Linked DNA regions of Sus scrofa: region 2 is linked to region 1. Evidence: chromatin contacts called from public HiChIP or PLAC-seq data. All regions are on one chromosome and are shown on one strand. The core of a region is the stretch at or near the end of the contact, and the rest is flanking DNA. Distances in the headings are between cores, read along the strand shown. Region 1 overlaps PLEKHA2 (pleckstrin homology domain-containing family A member 2). Region 2 holds the start of PLEKHA2 (pleckstrin homology domain-containing family A member 2).

What was found. HiChIP or PLAC-seq counts read pairs in DNA pulled down with a chosen protein or histone mark.
Region 2: a contact with region 1 is called in an H3K27ac HiChIP or PLAC-seq map of alveolar macrophages. The contact joins the promoter of PLEKHA2 here to the enhancer-like site in region 1. A contact is called at or near these places in 10 of 47 Hi-C or Micro-C datasets (alveolar macrophages, blood, embryonic fibroblasts and 6 more) and 2 of 2 datasets of contacts at active chromatin or transcription factors (alveolar macrophages and skeletal muscle).

Annotation. Positions count from the first base shown.
Region 1 is chr15:47,639,117-47,643,326 of Sscrofa11.1, forward strand. PLEKHA2 (pleckstrin homology domain-containing family A member 2) reads right to left here. Exons shown (of 13, transcript XM_021075122.1): 10 at 2,366-2,429. Among named protein-coding and RNA genes, the nearest start is that of HTRA4, 15 kb to the left of the region's middle. Within about 2 kb of position 2,270, at least 28 of the 83 cell types and tissues checked have an H3K27ac peak or open chromatin away from gene starts, as enhancers often do. A contact at or near this core is called in alveolar macrophages, retroperitoneal adipose tissue and skeletal muscle, where this site is marked.
Region 2 is chr15:47,695,630-47,700,313 of Sscrofa11.1, forward strand. It overlaps PLEKHA2 (pleckstrin homology domain-containing family A member 2), which reads right to left and starts at 1,609. Exons shown (of 13, transcript XM_021075122.1): 1 at 1,362-1,609. LOC106506225 (a long non-coding RNA gene) reads left to right here and starts at 2,349. Exons shown (of 3, transcript XR_001301397.2): 1 at 2,349-3,565.

The sequences.
Region 1 (4,210 bases), core at 1,020-3,519:
GATAATGCAGTGTCTCCTGAACATTCTTACCTTTGATCTCCACAGCCCCCTCTCCTGTGTGTCCATCTATCGTGGTGGCTGCTGCCATCAGCCACCCTGAAGCCCAGGCCAGACATCTGGGCAGGGTCCTCACTTCCCCTCTCTTCCTTGGCCCCATGTCCAGTCAACTCTTGAGTTCCAGAAAGGACTCTTCAATTGCTTCAAATGTTTCTGCTCTTCTCCATCCATCTAAGTTCAGGCTTCCTTTTATCTCTCATCTAAACTGTGACAACAGCTTTCAACTGCTCTTCCTGGGCCCTGTCCTACCCTTTCTCCTCTGTCCTCTCACTGTACTGGCCAGGACATTCACCGCCAGTGTCCCATCGAGGGGCCAGCACTGAGGGCTGGCATCACCATCTTACAGATAAGGAAAACAAGGCTCCGAGAGTTAGATCGCTTGCCCACCTGGTATTCTTAGGAGGCAAATCTGATTGGGTCACTCCCCTGGCTTAACCTCAAGGGCATGAACCCCTTGGATAAAATACAAGCTCCTTAACAAGGCACACAAGGCTATGACCCTGTGTATAAGCCTTCCGGCACCTAAGCCCCTTTCATCTCCGGGTTTTTTCACATGGGCTGTTCCCTGTTCCCTCTGCCTGGGACACTCTTCTTCCAATGGACTTGACTTAGAGGTATCTTCCTTCAGGAAACCTCTCCTGTCTCCCTGAGGCTGGGGGAGGGACCCCTCTTAGGAGTTCCCATGGCAACCGCTCCTCACTCTAATGGTAGTCCTTCCCACACTGTTTCCTTGTTTTGTTTATTCCCAATCCCCATCAGTGGGGCTGTCTCATACATGTAACACATTTAGGTTCTTTGGTCATAATCTGCAGGCCATATTGGGATCCCCTGACCTCCTAAATTATTTCTTTTTGTTTTTTTATTTTCTTTTTTGACTGCCTTGCAGCATGTGGAGTTCTGGGGCTAAAGATCAAACCTGAACCGTAGTTGAAACCTATGCCACAGCTGTGGCAACACCAGATCCTTAGCTCACTGTGCCTGGCCAGGGATTGAACTTGCATCACAAGGCTCCAGAGATGCCACCAATCCCATTGCACCACAGCAGGAACTCCCTAAATGATTTCTTAAATTTGCACAAATGATATGCTATGTGCTGTAAAATTTTACGTTGTGCACATGCCAGTATCATCCACAATGGTTTCACTGCCCTAAATGTTCCCCTGTGCTCCTCTCTCCAACATGCCCTCCCCCACCTCGTTGCACTGTTCTGGCTGCCTGTTTGCTTGATTCTCTCCTTCTCTGGTTCAGGATCTCTTCTGTTTAAGGCGGGGTCCCCAGCATGAGGCAATACTGGGAACATCGAGGATGCTCAACAAATAGCTGTTAAATCCAAGAACTGGAAACTCTTCTGCTGCACCTACAGCTCGAACTTTGTCCCCAAAGGGCAGTGGAGCCGCTCTAACGAAGCAGCAGTTTCCACAGCTCTCCCCTGATGGCACAGGGCTCGTCTGAGTGACCGGAATCCATAGATGGATGCCTCAGGCTGTGAGCATGTCTGCTGGGCTCAAGCAGAGGGTGCCCAGCTCGTAGGGAGCCACTGCCTAAGAAATGGGGCCAGGGCGATCCCTTGAAAGGGAGGGTGTTTAGCGTGGAGTGCACTGGGAACCCTGAAAAGCTTTGGCTGGGGAGCCGCACATGTAAACCAAGCTTCTCCACAGCAGTCTCACCACTAGCAACGCAGCATCAGCACGAGGCTGCAGGGATCAAGGCACACTCTGTGGGCTGCCAGGCAGGCTGGGGTGGGGACTTGGCCTTGAACGTGTAGGCCATGCTACAGGCTAGAAATCTGCCTTTCTAGCGCCTGTGATTTCAGAAGGAGCTGGGAGAACTCCAAAGCCGTGGGTGGAAGGGAGAAGCTTCTGAGAGCTGAAGCGTCAGGGCCCCAACAATGGCTTCCTCTGTGCAGCTGGGCTGTGCACCTGGCGCCTGCAGAGGCCCGCTGTGCTTTCGTCCTTCCGCACACAGTGATGTCCACACACAGACAGGGCTTATAAATACCCTCCAAGGGAGAAGTGAAACCACTGACCAGTTCTCCTTTTCTCTGCTTAGCTGGCGCCCCAGCAGCTGAGGGCAGCTGGTACAAAGTCACATTCCCCAGTTTAGGGGTTCAACCCGCTCTCATGATTTTATGGGAGGGAAGCTTCTGGCAAACATCCTGTTTAGAATAAAATGGGACTCAGACTGACTATCAGGGGCTAAATTTACCACCGAGAAACTTCGGCCAAAATAAAAGAGAAAGCAAAGGGAAAGGCAGGTCTACAAGCACACCGCCCACAGTAAAAGGAACGTCAGTGAAGGAGCTTTTTACCTGCACGTAGAAGGTCCTAGAGCTTGTTATTATTTCGAACAGGTTGTCCCTCATCAGGAGATCACTAGACAGAGAAAGAGAAAGAAAGTGAAGGCATGCTGGTCACATGTTGAGGACTAAATTCATCGTAAGTCAGGTACCCGTGGCCCCTATCATAAAAGGGGGTTCAGAGGCCGTTCCCCCTGTGGCCCTTGCCTCAGAAACTCCTACAGGGTTTCTTCCAGCCTCACTTTCTGGAGGGTCTCAGAAAGGGTTTAACCATCCCTGCAGACTGCCCTCCCCGATACACAACCACCACCAGCGGTAGCAAGATAAAGCCCCTTGGTTTCTAAAACCTCTCGCCCCGTAGGCACCATGACTTACAGCTGTGCTTCTGTAGTGGCTTAAAGTGCTTTGTGAGTGTTTCTATTTTAGGGTCAGGTAGATAAACTGTTATATGTCTATTATACACGCACACACTGTTACATGTCTATTATATACCAACTATTTATAAACAAATAAAATATATTTATATTTTACTTATTATTTATTATATAGTAATACATACACACACATTTATATGTCCATCATATAGCTCAAGAAAACATATAAATAAATATATATACTTCATATATTTTCTTGAGTTATGCTGGATATTTAACAGTATATTAGTTTCAGGTGTACGAGATGACTCGATCTTTGTACATATTGCAAATGATCCCTGTCTAGTAACACTTGCCACCACACAGTTACAATTTTTTTGACTTGTGATAACTTTTTCTTTTTTTGGCCACCCAGCAGTATATGGAGTTCCTGGGCCAGGGATCAGATCTGAGCCACAGTTGCGATCTACACCAGAGCTCGGCAACACCAGATCCTTAACCCACTGTGCCAGGCTGGGGATTGAACCTGCTCCAGAGATGCCGCTGATCCTGTTGGTGCCACATTCGGAACTCCTGACTTGTGATAACTCTTAAGATATACACTCTTAGCAAGTTTCAAATATAGAATACAGTGTGGTTAACTACAGTCACCACGCCATATGTTCCATGCCCAGGACTTGTTTTATTTTATAATTGGAGGTTTGTACCTTTCGATTCCCTCTACCCGTTTTGAACACTCCCCACCCTCTGCCTTTAAGACTACCACAGATCTGTTCCTTGGGTTTTTTTTTTTTTTTTTTGTCTTTTTGCTTTTTCTAGGGCCACTCCTGCGGCGTATGGGTGTTCCCAGGCTAGGGGTCCAATTGGAGCTGTAGCTGCCGGCCTACGCCAGAGCCATGGCACCATGGGATCCAAGCCGCGTCTGCAACCTACACCACAGCTCACGGCAATGCCAGATCCTCAACCCATTGAGCAAGGGCAGGGATCGAACCCGCAACCTCATGGTTCCTAGTCAGATTCGCTAACCACTGTGCCACGACAGGAACTCCTGTTCCTTAGGCTTTTTAAGGTGTTATTCCATCCAATCTTCACAACAATCCAATGAGGCACTGAGATCTGCCCCACTTTATGGATGGAGAAACCCAGGCGCAGAGAGGTGACATGTCCATGGTGCTGGAGTAAGTAAATGGCAGAGCCAGGACTTGAACCCAGGTCTGACTCGAGTCTATGCTCCTAATTACTCCATTGCCAGGTATCTCTCCTAAGAAACCAGAATGGGTCATTTCCAAAGCCTTTCTCCAGCCAGGCAGCAACCTCTCAGCTTCACTGAATCCCTGCTCTCATGAGGGGACTGGATGCTAAAGAGGAGAAAAGGAAGGGGAAAGCAGACTACTTCAAATTGGGAAGATGCTTCTACCTGGGTGTGAGGTTTGGCAGAGGGATCCTGACTTATGCAAGGAAGGAAGAAGATGAGAAGTAGCTG
Region 2 (4,684 bases), core at 359-2,858, 56 kb after region 1:
CACAAAGCCTGCTGGATCTCTATTTTAGTAATCTGCATTGAGTTCTAGGTTGTAGATGTGCAGCCTAGCCTGTGTCCTCCATCAGACTGTAAGCTACCTGAAGAGACAGGCTTCCTTTTGTTCATCACTGCCTTTCTTGCCTTAATTACCCAATAAATGTCCATTGAACGCAACTGAAATAGAAAACAAGATCAAGATCTTTGGCTTTACTGTTTCTGAAGACTCTGCCACCAAAGAAAAATGATAAAGCTCCAGAAAAGAGGAAAAAGGGGCGCGACTTAAATATATTAAGAACAACGGAAAAAAATTAAAGCAAACAAATAAGAGCAACAGGGGTACAGTTTTGGAACTTCAGCCCAAGTGCAACCACGGCTCAGCGGGCTGAAGTGCCTCCGGGAGCCCACAGCTGGCGACCCGGCAGAATGCTTGTCCCCTCCCCCTCCCCTGCTGTTAACTCGCGTCTGAAAAACCCCATTCGGAGTCCTAAAGAAAGACTGGAGGAGGGGGTGGGAGAAGGAGTCAGAAGGGGAAGATTCACCAAGTAGGAAGGAAACCTTAAAGCGGGAGGCTGGGGGAAGGGGGGGGGGCGGTGTGCAGGGCTGGCCTGACGAGGGAGATGAGTACGCCCCGAGCTAGGTGGCCCCGCCGCACCTCCTCTCTGGACGTGTCTGCACACTTGCTTTCCTACAGTCTTCAAAACTGGAGCAGAAGAGGGAAGCTTGTAAGGTGAGGAAGAAGTTAGGGAGACGTACAGACAGCTCCCCTCGAAGTGCTTTCCCAACCTGGCACCGAACCTGCATTTGAGGACCGTTTCCTTCAAGTCTCCCCAGAGTCCGGAGTTCCAGAAGCCGGAGGGCCCTGCTGCACCCAAAGGGAAAGGAGGGATCTCCCCCGGGAGCCTTCTAGGCCTGCCATGTAATAAGGTTGATAGGGGAAGAGAAAGAGGAGTTTCCACAGCCCAATCCGTGCCCCAAGGGACTTGCCTGGGCGTCCTTTGCTTGCCTTCCCTACCCGCAGCCCGGGCAGTCGTTGCGGGGCCGGTGCCCCAGCGTCAGAGCCCGCAGAGAAGTTTCGCCGCTGCAAACGTGAGAAAACGCAGCTCAGCAGCACACCCGCCCGGACCCGGCCCGCGGCCCCACCCCCGCAGCCCGACCCCTGGCGGCCGCGACCTTGGCCACCCCGCGCGCTCCCGAGGGCCGGAGGAGGGGCTGCGCCCCCGGCTTCCCTGGGGCCCCGGGGGCCGCCGCGACCTCCCCGGAACCATCAGCCCGCAGGCAGGAGCCCCCGCCCGGTCCCTCGCCGGCCCCCGCGCGCCTCTCTGCGCCGCTCGGTTCCTGGGGCCGCGCGAGAGCCCCACTTACCCCGCCGCGCAGGGCCGGGGCTCGGGCCGGGTGCGTGGGTTACATCGGGCTGGGAGGCGCCTCTCCGGCCCGGCGGGCTGTCGCTCTCGGGGATTTTTGTCGCCACGAAACTCTAGGGGCCTCTCGCTCCTCTCGCTCTTCTCCCCCCCCAACCCCCACACCCTCCTTCTCTCTTGTCTCTCGGCTCTTTTTTCCGGGTTAATTACGTTTCGCATTAAAGGAAAACCCAGCCCCGGATGTGAGTACAATGCTCCGCCGAGCCCGCCGGGGGAAGAGAAGGGTGCCGGGGCGCCGCAGGCTGGGAGGGGGCGCGGCCCGGCGCGCAAGCTGCGCGGACCCGGCGGGGGCGCGGCGCCCGGAGGCGGCCCCCGAGGCTACCGGCCTGGACCACCTCGCCGGCGCCGGCGGCCCGGCAGGTGGGACGCGGCCGCAGGGTGGGAGGCCCTATTCTCCGACGCCGGCCTCGGGCAGCAGGTGTCCGAGCGGGAAAGGGGCTCCGGGATGAGGGCATCTTAGAAGGAGGGAGCGCAGACTCTCTCTTTACCCCATTCTTTTTCCCAAAGCCACCAGCGGCTTCACTTAGGCTTCCCGAGGACCCAGAGCCCTTAGCCATGAGGGGCCGCGGGGTTAAGTCTAGGGTTAGGATAGATTGAAGCACCGCTGATTCTCCTGGGTTGTCATGAATGCATCCCGGGAGCCCCGTGGGGTGGTACGTTCTAACGGGTGCGTAGGGACTTTTTCAGAGCGTGGCTCAAAGACGCCCTTCCAGCCCTCAGAGCGGGAGGGTGCTCTGGGGAAAAATGGGAACAGACAAACAGGTATTAAGTAATATTGCTAAGAGGAACCTAAGAGAACCACTGGGTGCCAGTGCATCCTCTGCGTTATCTCATTCGATCCACGCGGCAACCCTGTGGGTATCCATCCTCTTCACGATGAGGAAACCGAGACTCTGAGACGTTAAGTAATTTGCCCTGGGTACCCACAGTTAATCAATGGCTGGTCAGTCAGGTTCTGAGGCCGGCCTCTCAGGTGAGGAGATAGGTATTTATTTAAATATACATTAAGTCGGGCACTTAAAGCCCGAAACTCAGAACCGTGGTGGATTCACCCTAGGATGGAGGACGCAGCGCTGCGATTTCTGGGGATTCTGATGCAAACGCAGTTGGTAAGGCCTGAGTCCGAGTTACTGGGCTTTGACAGAGGGGAGGGTTGAAGAAGACCCTCGAAGCTCAAAGTCTGGTTAAGCGGAATTGCCAGAAAGGCTGGTCCACATCCCAGTGTTGTAGGGGAAAGGCAGACTGTTCAGTCGTCCCCGGGACCTGAGGCAACAAGGCCTGAAGGAAGGGGGTGGGGGGCAGCCAGATCTGCCAGGAGGGAGGCAGGACCACACGCGCAGCACACACCCCGAAAGCACCAGTGATGAAACCACACTCGTTTCCTCTTCCATTTTGATTGCCAAAGCAAAAAAGAAAACGAGCCGCCTGCTCTCTCAGGTGTGAAAAAAGACTGTTGGCTTCAGAACATTTTGCTTTGAATGAGGAAGGAAAGGGGAACACAAGAAAAAAAAAATTCCTTTGAAACAAATATATCAATGTCATTTTTTTTCTTTCTGCTCTTGAAGATTTCTGCCACTCAGGTAAATTTCAGGCAGAGCATGTACTCTGGAACCAGAGGGCCTGGGTTTAAATCCCAGCTCTGGCGCCTATTAGTTCTGATCCCAGGGCAAGTGACAGTGTTTCAGTGCCTCTCTTTCCACATCTAGTTGGAGGAATAGTCAATGGGTCAACATTTGTAAAGTGTTTGGACCACTGCGGATCATGAAGTAGGTGCTAGGTGAATGTTTTTTAATGTAAACATTGGATTATGGTTTTCAGCATGAAAAGGAACAAAACTCCATTCAGCTCCCAGCAAATCCAACTAGAACTGAAGGTTTCCAGGGTGAGCAAAGAGGTAATAGTCTCAGATAACATGGTATGGTTCATATTTAAAACCCATAAAACTCTACTCTCCGCTCCACCCTGTGGGGTGCCTGCCTGAGTCACTCAATCTCAGAGCCACAAATATTTTCTGAGCACTACTGTATTGGATGCCTGGGAGGCAAAAAGGAGCCAACAGCCTTGGGTCTCCTGGAGAGGATACAACTGTTCTTAGGAGGTTCAGGCAGCCCTGTGTTCCTCTTGAAAGTGTCGCAGAAATGGCACAGAGTAAGTACCATCAACCTTTAGAGGAAGTATGTGTGTGTGTGTGTGTGTGTCTGTGTGTGTGTGTCTGTGGGTCCGGGGGCGGGGGAAGAGCGGTGTCCTGGAGAAGGAGGTGGATTTTTTTTTTTTTTTTTTTTTGGCCACCCCAAAGCATATGGAGCTCCCAGGCCAGAGATCACACTTGAGCCACAGTTGCTACTAAGCTGCAGCTGCAGCAACGCCAAATCCTTAACCTACTGTGCTGAGCTTGGGATTGAACCTTCATCCCAGCACTCCAGAGATGCCTGGGATCCCATTGCACCACAGCGGGAACTCCAAGGAGGTGGATTTTGAAATGGGCACTGAGTTCATTGACTCCAGTGAAGGGGGGAAGGGCAAGAGCCTGTGGGGCTGGGGGAGGGTCATCAGAGCACTTACTGGCAATGCTCATAGTTCCCTGGGAGGCCCTTTACTGCCATATTTGCCCCTGGCCAGGCTCTGGCCCAGTTAGCCTACAATTTTTGCCTGGACTCTATTCCCTCATCCCTATACTTCCAGGTCTTCATCAGGACCACCACCCTCCCCTCCCGTAGTAGCACCAGGGTGTCAACTGAGTCTGAGCCCCACCATGGTCCTTTTGCTTCTCTTAACTGACACATTTTGCAATTATTTCCATTGCCTGGTTATGTCCCCCACCCCCTTTTTTAATGCAGTAAACAGCCCTGAGTTCTGAAAATGTGACTCTGCCTGTGGGGAAGAGAATGTCAAAAAGGGCCTTTCACAGCAGCTATTTCGGTCCCCTGTTGTGTCAATGCAAGATGAGACTCAACAGTTTGCTCAAGGTTTTGCAGCTGGTTAGTTAATGGCAGAGATGTTTCTAGAACCCAGGGTTGATTACCTTCAAAATCTTCTAGTATTGCTACAGGAGTCTTTCCATGAAGACGGAGACTACTGGTCTAAAACCTAAGAATTTAACAGAGAGCCTTCTCCTCTAGCCATTTATTTATGAATTTCCTATTCATTTTCATTGTTCATGGCTGGGAAACTGGGTAACCACCTTACATGGTGAGCCAGTGCCCCCTCTGGGGAACTGCATTGTTCTCTGTCCTTAGAGATACCCATTATATAAGGTACCAGCCTGCA